Linked DNA regions of Sus scrofa: region 2 is linked to region 1. A link is a contact called in public Hi-C data. All regions are on one chromosome and are shown on one strand. The core of a region is the stretch at or near the end of the contact, and the rest is flanking DNA. Distances in the headings are between cores, read along the strand shown.

The links. A called contact is a pair of places that touch in the nucleus more often than the background predicts.
Region 2: a contact with region 1 is called in a Hi-C map of retroperitoneal adipose tissue, with 1.9 times the contacts expected there. The contact joins the promoter of MTFR2 here to the promoter of MAP7 in region 1. A contact is called at or near these places in 1 of 5 promoter capture datasets (liver) and 3 of 47 Hi-C or Micro-C datasets (embryonic fibroblasts, fetal liver and retroperitoneal adipose tissue).

What each region holds. Positions count from the first base shown.
Region 1 is chr1:27,603,728-27,608,632 of Sscrofa11.1, forward strand. MAP7 (ensconsin) reads left to right here and starts at 2,296. Exons shown (of 17, transcript XM_021072662.1): 1 at 2,296-2,434. The coding sequence starts at 2,368.
Region 2 is chr1:27,905,919-27,910,823 of Sscrofa11.1, forward strand. It overlaps MTFR2 (mitochondrial fission regulator 2), which reads left to right and starts at 2,871. Exons shown (of 7, transcript NM_001190176.1): 1 at 2,871-3,195; 2 at 3,804-3,920. The coding sequence starts at 3,858.

The sequences.
Region 1 (4,905 bases), core at 1,046-3,545:
AACTGACCACAGAGAAATGAGAAAAACCAGGCCAGTTGTGTAAACCAAGAGGCAGATGATCAGGGGTAAGGGCTGCAGAAATTCTAGGAGAATGCTGGGTTTAAAAAAAAAAAAATGATAATAACAGGTCATTTGATTTTGTGACCTGGAAAGTTTTTAAAAACAGGTGAGAAAGACCATAGCTGGCTAAACAAAGATGGTAAGATGAAGATGGCACCAGACAAAGTCCACACATTTATTACCTTTGGTGAGCAACAGGTATGACAATTGATTTGTGAGGGAGTCAAAGGAAGAGATTTTCAGAATCAAAGACAAGACAGAGCCCTTTGAATGAAGACACGTAGGGAGAAAGGAGGGATGAAGTTACAAAGGAGACAGGAGGGGCGTGGGTGGCATTAAGAAGTTCAACTCCTCCCCTGGAAAGGGGATGGTGATGTTTTGGAGAGCTTTTGAGATGGCCGTGGGAGCTCAGGACAGATGGCTTCTGTGTTCTAAGCAAAGTACAACATGAAGTACAACGTGGTGGTGTGTGACATTTAGCAGATGTCACCCATTCCCGCAATCCCACACTCCATTCCCGCAATCCCGCACTCCATTCCCGCAATCCCGCACTCCTGCAACAGGCCACCCTGTTCCAGACACCGCGTGAGGTTTGGAATGCAAAGTCTGTACAGGGACCTTTGTGCAGAATTTCGTTATGTTTCCTACTCATTTATTTTTGTATAACTTTTGACAAGCTGATACATAAGTTATCAAAAGAATGGGAGAGGGATAAATGTACACAAAACCAAAAACCACACATACACAAATGCAAACACCGATAACTCTGTCTTCACTTTTTGATGGAGGTGATAGGGATGTCAAAGAAAGAACTCACTGGTTTAAGAAGATGGTATACCAGAAGGCTGAAAACAAATTGCTTCCTTTTCCCTAGGTTCTTCCAGAGAACTCTATGCTCTAAATTCAGCCAAGAGTCTTTCTGATGATCCCAGGAAAGTGTCTTAAACTCTCATGGCTTAAGTAGTAAAAAAATATCTTCGCTTGAGCCCAAGCTGAGGTCTAAAACTACTTCTACCCACGTGGTGGTTTATTTGTATTGATTAGAAGTGTGATAAGAGTGATCTGAATGCAATTTAGGAAGACCATGGGCTAAAGGATCAGTTTACCTAATCTGTTGTAGAAAAGGAACTAAGGGAAAATCTGTAACTACAAACATAACTACAGCAGAAGTGTCCTTAATCAAAGCCTCTACCTAGTTAGCCAGTGACCCAGTGAACCAAATAAAGCCAGGCCACTCCCGGGCTCAGAGTGGCAGGATTTGTAGGCACGGATGTGAGAACTGTCACCCTAGCAAGAAATCCAACACTTCTCAGACACGCTTGGGTGTCCATTAGATTCTGCTAAAGTCCTTGAGAGGCTTTTGAACTGTTGGGAGCTTGCTGGTTGTGTTCAGCCAACCGAGGCCGTGGGAGTGCAGTTCTGTGTAACCAGGCAGAACTGATCGCTGCTTGATTTTGTTCCTTTATGTTTCCATTTATACAGGCTACTTTTTCCCCCCTCAGCATTTTGTTGCTTAACATTTATTTGCTTGTTAGAGCAGAAACTGGTTTCTCCGCAGCGAATAATCTGTTTCTCTACAAAATGAAAAGGTTGCTACCTTTTGCTTTTTTCCTGGTCTTCCGGAGCAAGTCTGAAGTCACAAGGTAATTGCTAATCGACAAGCAAGAATAAGAAAAGCAACTTCACTGGGCACGAGTTTCACTAAATTGTACGCTCTGCGGCTCCAGAATCAGAAGCCTCGGGAAGATACAGGTCATCATCAGTAGTGTCCTAAAACGCAGATCAAGACTGGATCCCCGAGTAGAATCTGGCCTGTGTACTTCGGCTTTCCACGTGGCATCATACTCTGGCAGTTGGGACCATGAACCCCGGCCCTGGCGAAACTAACACTGACCTGGCCACTTCAGAGCTCAGAGCGGAACAGAGCGTCTGGATGTTCTCGCCTCGCTTCGACTGATCCTCAGACCGTCCCAGTCCCTAGTGCCACCGACCCCCCTACCGACCTCCAGGAGCCGGCAGCGGGAACCAGAAGCTCACAGCCCAGGCGCCTAACTCTGCCAGCTGCTGTCTGGGCAAACCCAGGAGCGTCGGTCAGAGCGGCTGCCTCGCCGCACCTGCCCACCAGGGGGCACGCACGAGCGCCGGGCCCAGGCGACAGCAGGCTCGCGGGCGCTCGCTCCCTCCTCCCTCCGCCCTCCCCTGACGGCGCTCACCTGTCTGGGCCGCGGGCCCCGGGGGCGGGGGACCGGCGGGAGCCAAGCCGAGGAAGAGGGCGGAGCGGCTTTCCAGGCGCGTCATCGGAGCACCATGGCGGACCTGGGAGCTGGCGGCGACAGCCACAGGGGCGGCGACGGCGCTGCGCACAGCGAAACAGGTGACTGCGCCGCGGGGGCAGGCGGGGGTCTGGCGGGCGCGGGCGAGGGAGCGGTAAGCGGGGCCGGGGGGCTAGCGCGGGGCCCCGGCGCTCCCCTCCCCCGCCCGGCCGCGGCCGGGAACGGCCGCCCCGGCACGCCGCGCACCGGGCTCGGAGCGCGCCTGCCCTCCGCCGTCCGCAGCCGCGCGTCGGCCGCTTGGCCCGGGCGTCCAAGTCCGCCGGCGTCCGGCCCCAGTTCCGGCCGCCCCTCTTGCGCTCCTCTTCGACTTCCCAACAGGTGCAAACGCTCCAAGGAGCGCAGGAGAGAGGAGGAAATGGAGAAACGCTGGCCTCTCACCTCCCACTTGCCGGGTTGGGTCTAATTCAGTTGAATGGGAAAATCGTATCCCCGAACCAAACCACCAGCCGGAAAAATCCTAGGCCAGGTGCTCCCCGCAGGGTTATCCGTTTCCGCGCAAACCCTCCCGCCTTAACCTGCACACTACGTGCTGGGGTCGCCCGACGCCAGTGGCGCAGCCTCGCGCTCGGTCGGGTGCGATGGTCCCGCGTGAGCAGCGCCCGCTCGCCGCCCGGGAGTCCGCAGTTAACCACCCGCTGAGATCGGGGGGTCGGGAGGCTGGGGGCTGCTTGTCGGAAGCTGGGCAACTGCGGGTGCTGCTGGGCGCTCAGAGATTGGCTGACTTGGAAGGGCCCTCTGCGTTGATGTTTTTAGTCCGTTTACCAACCCAATCTGATCAGGGCGCTGCAGTGTTGAAGACCCCCCTCTCCTCGCAGCCTCCACCCCGCGGTCAGGGGCAGGAGCTCAAATCTCCAAGAGCATTAAGTCCTCCCCTCCCCCATCTTATTATATGTAGACGTTTTTCCCCCTCGAGATACGGTTTTGTTTTTGTTAGGTTGGTTTTTTTTTTTTTTCCTTGAGACCGTCTTGCAGATCTACCCCTCTCTCCCAGTCCTCTCTTCTATTCTTGGCCAGTAAATTGTTTCTGATACCTTCCTACACTTGGAATGGGGGCGGTGAGGCTGTTTCTTATTTTAAAAAGAAACTCAAATTGCAGCCTCTCCAGTGGTATTGTATTTTTCTGCTCACATATAATCGGGAACAATTGTTTCCTAGATGTAAAATTCCTCCCACCCTCAAAAACAGTGTTAATTTAAATGGTATGCTTATTTTAACGTGAAAGGTTCAGACAAGCTATAACAGTATTTTCAAATGATGCATCTGTTCTGCTAGGTTGTTTGGGCACCTAAAGTCTAATGACTTAATCCCTCCAGCCAAAATACCTGAGGTTAAGACAAGGCATCTTGAACTTGTTTACTTGAAGTCACCCTACTTCCTGTAGGGTGGTTTATTTCGTCTTAATGTGCTGGAAAGATTGGCAGGTCATTATTTTGGTTTGGGGTGGGGAAGGGGTAATCAGGAGGACATGCCTTTGTAATTGTTTTGGGGAACTTGATAAACTGGGCGCTGAGGGTTAGGCTCCCCAAGTTGAGGAGAGCGGAAGAAGGGCAGCACCCACACTGAAAATATAAATTGGTTTGGTGCCTAATCCCCACAAAGAAGAAGAAAAAAAAAATACTTCTGAAACAAAATTGTTCCGGTGAGTTAATACGCAGCGATTTATGCGCCAAAACAAACAAACACTTGCTAGAATCCGCACATGAACAAGTTGTTCAGATGTAAATGAACTACATCTAGCTTATTCAGTGCCTGAGCATATTAACGAACAAATTGGTCATGCTTCTGACAACCTAGAAATCAGTTGAGTGGCCATCAGTGAAATATTTCCTTTATGAAGAAGGGAATTTAATTTAATTGGCTACCATCTCCATCATCGTAAACAATTCTTCCACATCTCTGCCTGGAAACTTCTGTTTCCAAGGGGCAAATTTTATATATGGTTTTTTGAATAATTGTACTTTATAATTTAACTAAGACAGTTCTGACATGTCTTTTTCCTATGTTTCTTGTTTTTTTCGAGCCCTGGATTATGCAATATTTTTGGTGCTCAGAGCACCTATGTGAGCAGGTGCTGAAGAAAGAAGAAAGATGAATATTATATATTTAAATCTAGCAATATTTTGAATGAATAAATTAGGATTTCTTGAATTATAACAACTTCAACTTATGAGGTTTTCCATGTATTTAGAACAGGTGGCCTATACCTGAATTATCAGACTTCATTGTGGTACTTTATTCTTATGGACATTTCACATTGTAACATCCAAATGCTGCAAGTCATTATTTTTTTAAACAACCACAGGATTGTATTGAGGTGGGTTTTTTTTGGGGGGGGTTACTGTCTTTTATCATCAAGCGGTGAAAATTGCCACTTCAGATGGCAACATTTGTTGAGGAATTCATTTTATTCCCTTTTTTAGAACTGGTTATTTGAAGGTAGGGCCTTTTCTTAAACGTCTCTCAGTTTTTCTGTCCCTGTGCAAAGATCTTGGTATAATTTTAGGGCAATTTC
Region 2 (4,905 bases), core at 1,621-4,120, 300 kb after region 1:
AATGATGACTGAAAGCAGTCATCAAGTACTTAAAAGCAGTCTTCAAGTACTTAAAAAGAGCTTTCCAGAGTTCCCATCGTGGCTCAGTGGTTAACGAATTCGACTAGGAACCATGAGGTTGTGGGTTCGATCTTTGGCCTCGCTTAGTGGGTTAAGGATCTGGTGTTGTTGTGAGCTCTGGTGTAGGTTGCAAATGCGGCTCGGATTCCTTGTTGCTGTGGTGTAGGCCGGTGGCTACAGCTCAGATTAGACCCCTAGCCTGTGGATGCTGCCCTAGAGAAGACCAAAAAAAAAAAAAAAGAGCTTTTCCTCAGAAGAGGAAATAGAAGAAAATCCAAGTCATCTAAGATCTGGAAGAGCATTTGCTATCACTTTGCCCATTGTCATCATTTTAACATGTTCCATATTTGGAGGGCAGAACCAGAGCCGGTAGATTAAAATCATAGATATATAGACTTCTATTGAAGAGTTAATTTTGACAACTATATATTTAAAAAGAGTAGGCAGCTTGCGAATAGCTGGTTTTTGCTTATATAGAAGCATGGAGAATCTGGATAGCTCCCTGCTAGGAATGTTGTGCTACCTGAAGCTGAACTTTTTTCTAGCCTTCTGGATTACTTAAGAACTACATTTTACTCTCAGGTGCTTACTTTTATTACACTGTATGTTATTAGTTAATTGCCAGTGATAATGAAGTAATGCTCTGTTCCTACAGTTTTTCAGTGTTGTGATAGAAATGAATTTTCACAATTTTGACTGCTGCCATGTTCTTTTTTGACATGCCAAATCTTTGAATGAAAATGTACTATTAGCGGTAAGACTAATCAAAGTATGTTACTTTACATTTTTATGAAGATTTAGGATTCCTGTTGCTTGGACCATGACAGTATTGAAAATTATGAATTGATTATTGTTAAAAATGAAGAGGATTAAATGGAAACATTATAGAGTACTGATGAATAACTGGACTGTCTGAAGCAGTGTAAAACTGGAAGAACATCCTTAAACTAAATTTTCTGTGTTCTAGGTTTTAAACCAACTCTTAAGTGATTGACAAGAGTCAAGACAGCTCTTTGTGAACATGATTATATTGGAAAACAAAATCAGGCAGCAATTCACTTTTTTGCTTTTACAGAGGTCTAAATATTTTTGTTCAAAAATTGTATGAGTAGCTAATAAACACATAAGACCTCTGGATTGAAACACTACTACAATAACTGTCCTACTGTTTCTTTTATATAAGTTATTTAAAGGTTTGAATAAAGTAAATCCTGCTTTTAGACTTAAAAACGGTTAACTTAGATTTTGTAATTTTAATATATCACAAGTAAATAGCAATTTATATAGAGTAGGTATAGATAGGTAGCTCTCTTACATAATCATTTCCATTATCAATATAAAAAGCAGGAGACTTTCAGGACAATTTAATTTGAAATATGATTTTAATATCAAGGAAAATCTTGATCTTAGTGTCATAATATTTAAAAATTTTAAATAAACAAGTGTAAAGTTTTAATGAACCTTTAAGAGGTAGTTGATCTCTTAAATAGTGCTGGTTGGTTTAAGTGTACTGCATTCTACTACCCCTGAGAGGTTTCAAGCATAGGCAACAGAACAGAAGGAAAAAGGCTCTAAGTATTTTTCTTTCTTTTTGGAATGTAAAACTTCTGGGCATGTGCATCCCAACCTGGATATCCCCTTTTCATGAGATCCTATGGTTAGGGTTGGAGAGGCTATTATTGAAAGTCCAACAGATAGCACTCTTCAAAAGTGCTGGAGGTACAGAATGGGTCAAAAAGTTCCTATTCTGGAGTTTAGTTAGGCAACAGGTGGAGCATAAATATACATGATCCAAGTGCTATACAGAAAAATCAAGGGAAGGGGAGAGAGAGATGCTATTTATATATGGTGCTCAGGGAAATCCTCTCTGAAGTCTCCACTAGAATGTAAGCTCCAGGAAGTCAGGGACCTTAGCTGCCTTGCTCATTGCATTCCTTTTGCTCAGAAGGATGCGGGGCACATAGTAGACATTCATTGTAGTTGAATGAATTAAATGTGGGCACAGAGAAATCAGTTGAAAAATCCTCCAGTTTGTTAATTGTGAGGGTGAGCAGCAGATACAGCTGATCTTAATTATGTCACTCTAATGCAGTTTCGCTGAAATACGAGAAGCAGTACTATTGTCTAGTTTGAAGCCACTAACCTCAAATAAGGTATCACCTGTCATGAGTCGGTCGTCACTTTTGGCATCCTCTACTAAACCAGGTCAGCGTTCGGTCCATATTTGGCAGCATGGATAACCGAGAACGATTCGTCAATGAGCATTCTAAGTATGGCAATGCTGCAGATTCATCGATGACAGCGTTTAACTTCTGTTAATCCCAGAAGCATATAATAGATGTTCGCTGAATGGATGAATGAATATGAAACAGTAATCGTGACTCTCCACGAGAAGCAGACTTGGGAGAGCGGTCCCACTTCCAGTCTGGAGATAGGGGATGACATACTCTTCCCGCCAAGACATGTGGGGGGCAAGAAACCCGGTTTGCGATCCTGACCCCGAGGACCATAATCTCTCCCAACCGCCGAACCGTAGCCTGGAGCCTTCATGAGCGCGGGGGAGTTCTAAAGGCGCGTCAAGGGCCTGCGTCACCAGCTTGCGTCACCAGGCCCGCGCGCCCCGCCCCGCCCACCCGCCGGCTGTAGGTCTCCACTGGCTGCCTCGTTGGAGGCCCGCCCTCTTGAAGGAGAAGGAAACCCCGGTAGCCGGTCTAAATAATCTTAACTAACCATTTCTTAACCAATCACTAGCAGCGATCTTCAGCCTTATCCAATGAGATCGGGCACCCGTCGCGGCCCGCGGAGTTTAATTTTCCTCCAGGAACGCGGAAGTAGCGAGCGGGTCGTGGAGCCGAAGTACAGTTTGAGAGACTCCCGGGAGGGGGCTGCTCCTCCCGCAGAGTTAACGCTGCCGAGCAAGGGGGCTCCAGGGCCGAGCCCCGGGCTAGCGAGGCGCCGTTACCGCCCGTGGCCCGCAAGCTGAGGTGCGCGGGCGAGCGCGCTTCGACGTCTGAAAGCTCCTGGACCAGGACGAGTGCATGTCAGGCCTCGTCCTCTGCGGATTCCGCGGGAGGTTCCTTAACCATTTCAGCTTGAAGTTCCGGTGTTTGCCGGGAGGCTGGGCTTCGGAGGGAGGTGAGTCCGGTGACCTTGCTGAGTTTGGAGAGACCCGAAGGACGCTTGGGGCCAAAGCGTGTGACATGACTGGGCACTAGTCTCGGCCTGTTATTCAGTAGTTGGGTGACTAAGTCACGTCATCTATCTGGGGTTCATATTCCTTCTTTAAAGTGAGCGTGTGGGATGGGTGGTACTCTGATAAGTTAATGAGGAAGAGTTGCCTTTCATTTTGTCAAAGCCTTGAATTACTCCTTGCCTACTTTCAAGGATGGGCTGAACTCATCGCTTTTCCTAAGAGTCTCAACTCAAAGCTTTCGGGGAGAGCGTCTCTATTGTAATTAACCTGAAGGCTTCCCTGCTGTTTCCAATCTATCGTTGATTATTAACTAGGTCCCTTCAGAGGCTCAAAAAAAAAAAAAAGAAATCCTATGAATTTTTTAATGCATCTTAACTGATAAATTGAAGTTTCTCTTCCCAGCCCTTCCCCATTCATATTCTCTCTTCTCATCAAAATATTGCTGGACAGAGAAATTAGTTGATGGTGTAATGTGTAACGAAAGAATTTTCCCACAATTTGTGCGACAATTGTTTATCCAGTAATAATTAAAATTTCTTTTTCCCTGAAGGTATCAAGAAACTGATAATGTTTCCTTGAATTTGCTTCTGTCTTTGCTTCATCAATGTCCTTCATATTGAGTATTTTAAGAGTGATGCTGGAATATTTTGGTGTTCCCATAAACCAGGTAAATGTCTTTTAATGGATTTGAATGAACCTGTTGTATTTGTTTTGGGTCTCACTTTGGGACTAATGTATATGTCAACATTCAAGGCAAAATTGTTACATCTCAATAGGTGTAATGGAGGTGAGTTTGCAATAGTGTAGCTTCCATAGTCTGAGTTAAAAAAGGAGGTAAGATTATTAGGAACCTGTTTACTTGTTAGGTCAAATGGCAACAGAAGATACAAAGGAAGATGCAAAAGATAGACAAAACCTTCATAGGTAAAATATTTTAAAAACTTACATAGAATGGTGAGTTATAGTTCAACAAATTCAGAATAAATCTTAAGGAGAGAGATTTACTTAGGTGTGAGAATTATAAACAAATCAGATTCTGCCTATTGAGTAGCTACTACATCCAAGACAATATGCATGGTTCTGTGGGTGATGCAGAGTAGCAATGCATGGTTCTTGTATTCGTGATGCTTAAAATATAGTAGGAGGTATAAGAAACATAAACAGATACCCATAATACAAGTCTGAACGTAAGAGGGGGCTTACAGAATGGGCAAATCATTGCTATTTGGTGTGGTGAATTAGAGGAGACTAGTCCAGGATAATGCAGAGATTTTAAAAGTGAGTTGAAGAATGATGGGGCCATTAATATAAATAAGCAACTCAATATGAGAAACTAGTTTAAATAGGGAGATAATGGGAGTCAGATGTGCTGTTAGAATATATAAATACAAATGTCCTGCAGGTATATGGGTTCTACACTGTAGGAAAGAAAAGAGATTGAGATTTGGAGTTAATCCACATTCTTTTGATATTGGAAGCCATGGACTTGATGACAAAATAGAAGATGTCACTGGATGGTTTTGAAGCATTTTGAATTTCAGAATTGAAGAGATTAAAAATAACAAGGACTGAGTGATAGTTGAAGATTTGTTTCTCAGTAGATTATTGATGCCTTCAGGGGGATTTCTTTAGGTGGCCCTAAAAAGACAGAG